Linked DNA regions of Cyprinus carpio: region 2 is linked to region 1. Evidence: chromatin contacts called from public Hi-C data. All regions are on one chromosome and are shown on one strand. The core of a region is the stretch at or near the end of the contact, and the rest is flanking DNA. Distances in the headings are between cores, read along the strand shown.

Region 1 (5,588 bases), core at 1,125-3,624:
CCATGTTCTGAACGGTTCCGGTCCATTCCACACGATCTACACAGAGGATCATGACCCTGACCATACTGACATGTGGTCAGTACGAGCTGTAGCAGATCCCTGTCCAACATGTAACCATACACAGATCAGTGAATGCCAAATAGATAAAATGTTATTATATTACCTGACCATGTTAAAAAGGGGGGGGGGGGACCTAAATACATATACAGAGTATATGTATATTAATAAACTTTATGATGAATTTACATTTACTACAAATTACTATTAATTACATAGATAAGGTTTCAAATGATCCCAAACTATAGATTAATTCATAAACATTGAACTGAGCATAAGCAGAAATATATATACTAATTTTTATTACTTCTCTTTTTTTTTTTTTACTTCCAATACATTTCTAGGTCTCAATGACGTTGGGTTTCCTGTATATACATTTCCTTTTCTTATAATTTAAAATAAATAATATTGGTGATAAACCAGAGAACCATGTTTATGTGCTTTTCTCCAATGCAACCAAAGCTTATCCTGACAACCTTTTGAAAAATTATTTTAAGAATGCGCAATTGTTTTAACTGAATCATTCTTCTTAAAGTCACCACGTGGTGGGATAGACTACTTTTGTCATCACTTTCATTTCCCTCGTCAGTGAACAAAAGTAATTCCGTCACACTGCTGCATTAACAATACGAGACGGCTTAAGTTGAACAAAAGCACGCAAAGATAGACAATTCCCATCACCTTTATGGAAAGCGATAAGATGTCATGAGCATTGCCGATAAAGTGCGTGGAAACTGCCCCCGTGGTGCGTCATCATAACCTAAACCCTCGCAATATCTGTTTCACTCATTTTAACCTGTTGCTGATGGACTAAAACATATTCAGTAAGACATTTAAAGCGGAAAGATAATTCCCAGGTAGCAAAATGTTGTTCTTGGGGGAAGGAAAAAAAAAAGTTAAATGAGGTCACGTGACAAACCAAATTGGTTGCACGAGCTAACCCTTTCACGCGCCAGCGGGAATTTATTTCTCGGCGCTGGCTTGGTTTGATAGGAAAATAAAGTAAGGACATGAGCGATAAAGGAAGTAACAACAGTCTCGCAAACTACGACAAAAGAAACTCTTCCTCAACTACAGGTAAAGCTCTGGAAAACTCGGGCTAAGAGTCAGTCAGTTCTTTGAGGGTTAACTGATACGAGGTTTGCTCGGCCGTCTCTGAGGAGACTCGGGCTTTTGTTATGGTAGTCTTGCTTAATTCCGCTCCCGAGGAGACCAAATCACTAGCCAGAAAGTTCAAGCCCTATAAAGTCCCCGGTTCTCCAGTTATACTACGACAAGTTCGCCGGTTCACTAACCCATCGTGCTGGAGACACGGTAAAATGGTCGCTTTGCTTTAAACGCGAACCTCTGCAATGCGACTGGTTATATCCCACTATAAATGACACCCAATGCGTTTAATCTAATAAGTTGTGTATTATTAATATTTAACCAGTTTAAACAATAAAACGTGCAGAAACTCTCCGAGAAAAAGCAAGCAAAAAAGAGTTTCAGCCACAGTAATACCCACAATGCTGGCTGCTGTTCAAGCTAATGTTTTCGAGTCGAGCATTGTGCTTAAATTGAAAAAACTTAAGACAATTCACTCTTCTGAATCTTAAATAAATTTACACTACATCGGCCACCACTTTGGAGTCGTCTCAGTCGTCAAGAGCAGAGGAAATGCTTTCCTTGCACAGTTTGAAAACATTTAAGAGCCCATTGCTTACACTTGAAGAAGAACGAGTTACACCCGAGATAAACAAATCAAATATGCCAGGGGAACTGGGATAGTTGCTTTTATACCACGTATTCCTGCAGAATTCAGTTCGGGGAAACAAATCCCGGAATAAAAGAGGGCGATATGGTTGTCCTCGCGGCTTTGAGACGGAAAGCAATGAAGAGCAAACAAAGCCGTTCTGATCACAATGATGTTTTAACGCTGGAGTTTGTTTGGTACTAAAAAACCCAAAACAAAACGCGTCCAGGTTTGCAAATGAGTTCTGTAAGCTAACAGCTGTTGTGCAAAACATAAACATCCCCAATGAGGATACCAGGGGAAAAGCGAGGAAGATCTACGTCTGTGCAACTACAGAAAAAAACCATTTAAATATATTCAAGTGTTGTGCACGTAGTGCGGTGCATTTACGCCTGGTTTTCAAATCCAGACTAAATAAAACAAGAGCCATCCATGGTCAAAGTTTACGCATTTAACATCAACACAAGCGCGAGACCATGGAACAAACTTAAGGTCAGCCGCATACAAACAATCGCTACTTACGTATTTCTTGTGAATGATATTCCTCTTAGGTCTTTCCTTGCTCATTCTGCAAAAAAAAATTAATTATTAATTAAAGAAACAACACACGAATTAACTTACTGACTCCATCCATTCTTTTCCCCCCGGAGCAATGCGATTTAAATCCCCTGTAGTTCGCTTGGCTGTGCAGAATTCCCTCTTCGATCGCTGATGATTCCTGGTAGAATCGTGGAATTACCCAAAATCAGGGATCCATCGCCAAGGGTAAAGGGAAAAATAAACAATCACATCGGCATACCATAGTTAAAACCATCAGCCACAATAACTTCCATCAGTGATGTTCATCCCGGCTCTTTAAAAGCATGTAGGTTTATTCAAATGAGGATGTAAATGTTCGGTGGGGAGTTACATCTTGTTTTGAAAAGGCTTATCAGAGGAGCGGATGAAATAAATAAAAAACTAAAAAAGGAAAAGGGTTCGTGGTACGTTTTGGCTGGAGCTAGCAGACGGTGAGTGAACTCTCCAGCAGCACCACATCTGATTCTGAACACAAGGCGAAGCTTCTTTCTTTAAGCAGCCTCACACCCCGACAGCACGCTCAGCGGTAACTTTAAAAGGACGCCTGCCTTAAGGGAGCGTCGCAAAATGACCCCACGGGGTCACAAAAACGAACACTAGTCTACTTCAAAGTTACTGGATAAAAGAATGGGATATTCAGTCAACAGCATTGATTCAGTGTGAAGAAGGAAGAGCGGTTAAACATTTTCCAGCTCCAATGGATACAAGACAGCTGACAGATGCAGGTTTTGAGCAGTTTTAAGCAGCGTTAGGAATTCTCACTCGCCCCTTTGTAAGACTCCTCTGCTCTCTAGAGATGTTTGTGTTCATCGTGGGGGGTGGGGGGACACGGTCTGTTTCTTTTCTCCACGGTAGACCTGTTTTCATATTTAAACAGTTTTGACTAATTGTTAAAAAACATTTTACTATTTATAATTAAAAGCGACATTTACCTAACACAGTACTGTGTAATGTTACTAGTAAAACTCCCTAAACAAGTAGATTCTTTTCAACTGTAGTGTACAACACTAAATGACATTAACATCTTTCCCAAACAGTTGCTCATTAATGAGTTGATAGTTCTGACTATATTCCCTGATTTTGTATCTATACTTTTATATATTTCTTGGTTGAATGCTTTTCAGTCGAACTCTTAGAAGGGCCAACATGCCAAAGCAAACACTGCAAGATAGAGGATGTTGGTGTGCACACATTTTAAAGGCTCACAGTTACTTGTTCTTTGCACTGTTTGTGTGTACTTTAAACAAGTAATACCAGATTTTGTTAGGCAATTATTAAATCATTCTTTACCATGGTTGATTTTGCATGATTTCCAAAGGTAATTCTGTAACTACTTTGAGCCAGTGTTATTTTAGTATCACTGAGATACTATTATAGTTTGTATTAATATTTTGAATCAGTTAATACTTGAATGTATCCTTTTTTAACTTGTTACATTTATAATGATTTTTTTTTGTCTGTTATTTTTAGTAGTTTTAGTTATGTTAGTACATCAAGTTAAACTAAATTAAAATGAGAAATGTTACATTTGCAACTAGCTGAAATAAAACTTATTTTTTTTGTATTTTATATTATTCAGTTGATGTTTATGTTATGTAAGTAATGGAAATATTTTATATATTTAATTTTGTTTTTTTATTTTTCAATTTAGTTTTAATTAATTATAATAACTCTTCTTGGGGCCTGTCTAAAGAGCATCGGTGGGCACATGATCTGAGGGTTTCTTATTCACCGACTGAAAAAATGCAAAAACTGTGAAGGTGAGTGTTAGTGTGCATTAGACGTAAGGTTTATTAAATTAACACACTTCTGGTAATTGAACAAAAAGTGAAATGAATCTGTAGAAATGAGTCACAATCAGATCTTGAAACAATGACAGGAATCTGAGAGGACTGCTTAAGTAATTCACAAAACAAGTTTGTCACACCAAACAAGAATATTCACATTTTTTGTCATCATGGGTGATAATGGAATAACCCTTGCATAGAAACTAAATCATGACAGATGAAGATAAACCTGGCATTTATTTATAAAGATGCACCATTTAGCATCTGTGTGTGCATAATCCAAGATCTTAGCCTACAACTTAACTCTATTCAGAGCTGCTTTCCAGTTTAAGGTTATAATAATGTCTAAATGTTTTTATATTATAATGAAAGTATATTTTATAAAAGTTTATTTATTTAGGTAGGTGCATAGATGACTTTAGTCTGTTATATCACAGGCCTGAGAGTTTGTGTTTAACCTGAAGCAGTAATAAAGCTGTTTAGCAATCATGAGATCTCATTTTTAGTTATCATGGGTGATAATGGAATAACCCTTGCATAGAAACTAAATCATGACAGATGAAGATAAACCTGGCCTTTATTTATAAAGATGCACCATTTAGCATCTGTGTGTGCATAAACCAAGATCTTAGCCTACGACTTAACTCTATCCAGAGCTGCTTTCCAGTTTAAGGTTATGATAATGTCTAAATGTTTTTATATTACAATGAAAGTATATTTTATAAAAGTTTATTTATTTAGGTAGGTGTATAGATGACTTTAGTTTGTTATATCACAGGCCTGAGAGTTTGTGTTTAACCTGAAGCAGTAATAAAGCTGTTTAGCAATCATGAGATCTCATTTTTAGTTATTACTTGTAAAAGGTGTCAATGTTGTCTTAATGTGTTGTACATAAAACATGTTTGTGCTGGTGTAGCTTTATCGTCCATATATACTAGTAATATGAGAAATTTGATTCGTGCTGTAGAGTTGTTGTACAAATGGTGATCAAAGCCTCAACTTGCCCATGAATTGCATGAACAGGGATCATGGTGGATCAATACATAAAAGATGAATAATTTAATTTCAACCTGGTGTTTCACAGATATCACATTGCATAGTTTAGCTTTCCAAATTTAAATGGAGCACATTTAATGGTCTTGGCAGCACACCGCCATGTTTGATCAATAATAAATTGTAGGGAGAACATGATTACATGAGTAGTTCTGTTAATTTTTATTTGGAAGTGACACCAGATACAGGGAGAAAAAAACAGACAGAGGAAAAGTGAAACATAAGTACTTCCTGTCCTTGCAGCAGCTGCAATTTTGCCAATGCACGTTTCTTGACAAGTTCTTAACTGTATAGGATTGATATAAAGATATAAAGGATTTAACAAAGTGTATGGCCACACATTGCCTTCAGAACAGCTTCAGGAACTCTGGTTTACT
Region 2 (5,588 bases), core at 2,027-4,526, 68 kb before region 1:
GGGACTCGGATAATGCTGCCCAGAGCAATAAATTCATCTTAACGCATTTGCTCTTGTGATGGTAAAACTCCACTCGGGGCTTGCTGTTGCCATGACTAATTCAGTCGATCTGGAACCCATTCAAACACGTTTTTGGTCTGATTAGCACACAAGAGCTGCTACTTCTGATAGTTATCCAAATGCTGTTAACTGTCTTGAGGACTGGAACAATACAGGCTACAAATTCAGAGACATTCACCCATGTTTAACCTAGTTAAACTGATGAAAAACTGTGAAAATGGGTAAAATATGGAAAGGTGGCCTTAAGGTTTCGATGGTGCATCATTTATTTATTTATTTATTTAAAGTTTTCATAAAAATCTAACAATGTTTCCAAGAAGGGAAACAGCTAAGAAACCTTATACAAGAATATTTTTTATAATGGACCTCTTCTGTCTGTCAGGTATGGATGTCCCTTTCCACTATGGAATAAATCAATCAATAAAAAGAGAAAAATTCTGAGAAAAAAAACCCCAGAATTTTAAGATATAAAGGTAGAATAATGAGACTTGCAATTCTGAGAAAATTCTCAGAAAAATTCTGAGCAGCAGCTGATTACTGATAAATGCTACTAAGGATAAATCAAATTGCCAACTTTCAAGGCCTCTCACACTCACTCATCACAGCTTCTCTTGGAGACGTCTAAATCTCTGACTCCACATTTCAGTTCAACTCTCCCCATGAAACAGCATGGAATACTAAAAACAGTGGAAAGTCGTACGCCTCAATTCCTCCTCCACCCTCCGCATGCTGCCAGAGGAGGCACGCGTGTACGCACTTTCCATTTCAGCAGCATTTACCCACACGCACTCCCATCAGTCCAAGCCTGATGTTTGCTGCCAAATATGTTCTCCTCACACACAGTAAAAAAATAAATAAATAAGGGGGATGGGTAAAAGACAAACATCATTCACTCCTTTACAAATTAATCTCATTCAATCAGAGGACCGTGCCTGAGATGGCATGCCAAACCCCAGCAGCTTTGACAAATCCGCAACGGCATCGCTAATCAATTCTCACCAGTGCTGTGTTCAGCAGACAGATTGTTTCTCTCTTTTTTCTTTTACAGTCTCTCATGGCTGTGACTGATGGCACAGGCACCGCCACTATGCAGCAAAAAAAAAATAAAAAAAAATGGAGAAACTCTGCAACTTCTGTTCACATCTATTTGATGTCAAGCAAAAACAGACACTCTGGCTTGAAATCTTAAATTTGTGGTTCAAAAAACATTACTGAAGCAATTATTGAAGTAATTGTAAGACACTCCTTTTTGTAATCCCAAAGGTCCGAATGCCAGGAATAAAGCTATAGATGAAAAACTACCAAATTGTGATGGTGAATGCTGAGGATCTGGCGATTAAAAGTGCTGAAGTCTGGAAGAAGACAAAGGGGGAGAAAAATCCTCACAGACTTGGATATTAACAAGAAATTACAATGAACTGTAGTTTATTTACAGGGGAAAAAATTTAAGTGTACAAAAGAATAAAACACAACAAACTTGTTATGTTTCAAAAAGACACATAATCACTCTCTAAACTGGCATCATCTGTTCAAATGAGGTGTGCAGCTCCACACCCAAACACTGACTTTAATTAATGGAGATTACACATGCAAAAGGTTCATCATAACATTGGAGATCACTGGAGGACTAGATGACAGATGAATGAGATTTCAGCCAACAAACACAAGAGTAAAAACCCTAGCCTTTAAAACGTTGCTGCTAGATATTCAACAAAGCACTTACAAGCCAGCCAGCTGCCCCATTACTTATTGATTGCTAAAGTGTTTCAGGCAGAGGTGTAACCTCATTTAGATTGGTACAGGGGAGAATTCATACTTTGCAGGAGAAATAAAGAAAACAATCTTTTTTTTCTCGCAATGGTTTTCATAAGAAACCTAAATATTTTTAGGAGCTGAAAACTGCTGCTTTAGAAGTATTTACGCGACTAAGCACCATAGTTGTTCTGATGCAGCTGTTCAAGAAAAAAAATAGATCCAGTAAAACAACGAAGGATGTCACGGTTCATCGAGTCAGTCTAGACTGCTCTGAATCTCAGAGACGGCCTGCTTTTATTGGACAATTTATCCTATCTGTTCCTCATTACAGGGTATAATGGCCAACTGTTTGGCATGCAAGCATCCAGTGACAGAGATAGAGGTGCATGCTGGGATAGCAGACATGACCGTAATAACTACACAATATACAGAGAGCATTTTGAAATTTAATGCATGTCTGTTACCACATCTATATAGTCTAAACACCCTCACATGATATAAACTCAAATAGATGAGGGAGACACACAATACGTTTAGTTCACACAGGAATGGGAAAATTTCCTGGGATATTGTTTGGCTTCATGCAAATGAGTGAGTTCTTTGAAAAGAGAATGACTATGATAACATCTGATGACTCTTATACTCTTAAAACGAAATACATTAATAGATTGCTCTGTTCCAAAACCTAGCGAGTTCCCTAAACAGCTTTTAAAGGCATTGTAGGCACTCAAAATGCAAATGCTGTTCCAAAAGGTAGGAAGCAACATTATTCTACTTTCTAAGATACCTAATTTTGGCCAAATTCTAAGACAGAAACCGAGAATCTTTTGGGAGACAATCACAGAATGCATTGCACCGAACTCAATGAAGACAAATATATGTATTTCTTCAAATGCTGAAAAGTCTTGACAAAAATAGTAGCATCCCATTAAATTGGACTTTTCTAGCCTCCTTGCTAAATTCAAACTTTATTGGAATCATACGAGTCAAATGCTATTCATGTGGCACAAGGCATTATTGCATATGTAGAGTCTTCAATTCAGCACCTTGTGAAGGTTCGTTAGAAGGCAGTGACCTAAGTAGGCAGCACATAAACTTGTTAGGTTTTAGAGAGTTACAGTGTTTTCAAGCTCTACATATTTTCCCAGGACTATCTGCATGAGTTGTGGCTGTCCCAAATTATAACGTGTCTGTACAAATTCATGATGCGCTCCAAATAAAACCAGGCTCCAAACAAACTTTGTTTCAACTTCAAGACTCTCCTGTCAACCAGGGAACAATGATATATTGAACCTTCTGTATTTCTCAGAGAGAGGCTGTCTGTAAATTGCAACATGAGTGATGAAGGGTGGAGATGGGATCTAACCACATCCTCCAGACAGGATGGGTAAAGAGGGGCCATGAGAATGACTGATCTGGGCATTCCGGTTCCGCTGGTCTTAACCTTCCTCAGTGGGCGAGAGACACCGCAACACAATAGCCCCATGGAGCTTCCCAGCCTGTGCACTCCTTAATGGGACAGATATGGGTTCTCTTACAATGCTAGTCTTTTAACAAGAAGCTCATGCATAATTTACAGCTGATAAAAACCACAACGGGGTAAGGTCACTCCAGGAACTAGGGCTCTGATCCTATTACCATTTAGCTCATGGTGAAAACCCATGATGAAGACCTGTGACTAAGGTCAATTTTAAAGGGTAATGGGTGCATTTATGTTAATCTCTCTAATTGTATAAACAGAAATGACTAGAAGGCATCCAGGAATTTCAATATTTCCACCTCCAGTGTAAAAGTGTAATCCTCCAAATCCGCCTCTAGCTTCTATGTATCTTTCCCTCCAAATTCTGCCACTGTTTTCAAAATATCTACCTGCAAATTTGCCTCCAGTTTAATGCATTTGTTTACAAATCAGCCTACAGTTTAGGGTATCTATACAACAAATCAGCTTACAGCCTTCAAGTTACCACTTCCAACCGATTGGTCTATAGTTTTCAAGGTCTATGCCTCCAAGTCAGTCTACAGATTTCAAGTTACCACCTCCAACCAACTGGTCTTTAGTTTTCCAGGTCTATTCCTCCAAGTCAGTCTACAGATTTCAAGTTCTATGCCTCCAAGTTGGTCAACAGTTTTCAAGGTCTATGCCTCCAAAATCAGTCTACGGATTTTAAGGCCTATGCTTCCAAGTTGGTCAACAGTTGTCAAGGTATCTGCCTCCAAATCAGTCTCGGATTTCAAGTTACTGCCTGAAATGTACTCTACCATTCTCAAGGTCTATGCCTCCGACTCTACAGCAGAGGTCTTCAACTTTGCTTCTGGAGACTCACTGCCCTGCAGAGTTTACCTCCAGTTCTAATCAAACACACCTAAAACAGCTAACCAAGGTCTTAAGGATCACTAGGTTGGAAATAAATTTTGCAGGAAAGTGGGTCTCCAGGAGCAGGGTTGAAGACCTAGGGTCAGTAGTTTTGGTCCAATGTACCTGCATCCAATCTGCCTTAAGTTTTTATTGTATCTGCATTCAAATGATGTTTCCAGTGTCAAAGTACAGTATCTGCCTCAAGTTTCAATGCATCTGCCTCCAGCTTCTGTGGTGCTTAAGATACAGGTACAACAAAGGGGTCAGAGTAAATCAGACCTCCTGTAGATCAGCCCAGCTGGAGAGAGCCAGAGAGAAGTGGAGTGAAAAAGCGAATGGGCAGTCAAGTGAAACAACAAAAAGGGGGGAAAAGCGAAGGACGAACACCTGCTGGGAGGTGCAGAGGGAGGTATTATGGCAGGATGTCCCAATTCATCCTCCTCTAATCCCTGTGCCTCGCCCTTCAAAAAACACCAAGCTCTGATGTTACATGTGGAGCTCTTCTGTATCATTGATTAGCTTTCAGGACAACGGCAAGAGAGAGGAGTTGGGTTTGATCCATTGGAAAGGAAACAGTGACTGGATCCTTGGGGCTCATAGGAGGTTAAGAAAGGTGGGGTGACAAAATGCTTTGGTAACCTTTATGTTACATTTCTTTACATGCAACAGCTGTTGTGAGCTGGAGTGAGGAATCAAAGGACACAATGTGATGATTATAAATGAAATATATGGATGAGATCTAATATCATGGTGGCATGTAGGAACACACATGGTTACTGGTTTACATTGCATGCAATTACATGAAGCATGTTCATGTTTAATCATTTGCATGTTGAAAAGTTTTCCAAAGTTTCCTCCACTTGATCTGCCTCCAATCACAGGAGGCAGTCACAACCTCTAACATTAAATAACCAAAGCTGTCCCTTGTGCATCAGCAGTAGAATCTTAAACACAAGCCTCTTCTGAGTGGCCAGTTGTGTTCTTTGATCTCTGTTGGTGTGATGTGAAATATTTGGTAATGTGATCTCTCTCCACAGTCCTGAGTATACAGCATGAAGTTCAAGTAAAATTGGTACTGCATGCACTCTGGGATTCTAGTGTGTGCAGTTGTTTTTAAGGCTGACTCACCTCTAAAAGAGCACCAAATTGTGCCAAACAGGAGAAGTTGGGGGGCTTCCACAAACAAAAGCACATTGGCGGTGCCAGGGGTAAAAGGGACAACCCCTCAGATGTCAGCACCTTCCCTCCCCCCTCAAGATCCCACAGCATCAAAGCATTCCACAGCGGCTGGAGTCACTCCTAATCTCAACAGCAGGCTCTAGCTCTCCCCGGATCAGATGAGTGGAGCAGGGGAGAAGCTCGCAGGGAGGGAGAAAGAGATGAATGATTGCAGGAGAGAGATGGATGGAGCCGTGAA

Evidence for each region. Hi-C and Micro-C count contacts between places; a contact is called where the count stands out from the background.
Region 2: a Hi-C map of red blood cells shows a contact between it and region 1, with 1.7 times the contacts expected there. The contact joins the enhancer-like site here to the promoter of LOC109093762 in region 1. A contact is called at or near these places in 4 of 8 Hi-C or Micro-C datasets (liver, red blood cells and skeletal muscle).

Annotation. Positions count from the first base shown.
Region 1 is chrA19:15,216,245-15,221,832 of ASM1834038v1, reverse strand. It overlaps LOC109093762 (protein Jumonji-like), which reads right to left and starts at 2,374. Exons shown (of 18, transcript XM_042776727.1): 1 at 2,315-2,374. The coding sequence starts at 2,359. LOC122148816 (a long non-coding RNA gene) reads right to left here and starts at 3,149. Exons shown (of 2, transcript XR_006162639.1): 1 at 2,592-3,149; 2 at 2,436-2,510.
Region 2 is chrA19:15,285,064-15,290,651 of ASM1834038v1, reverse strand. All of the region lies in intron 3 of LOC109093762 (protein Jumonji-like), which reads right to left. Among protein-coding and RNA genes, the nearest start is that of LOC109093761, 65 kb to the left of the region's middle. Within about 2 kb of position 3,276, at least 1 of the 8 cell types and tissues checked has an H3K27ac peak or open chromatin away from gene starts, as enhancers often do.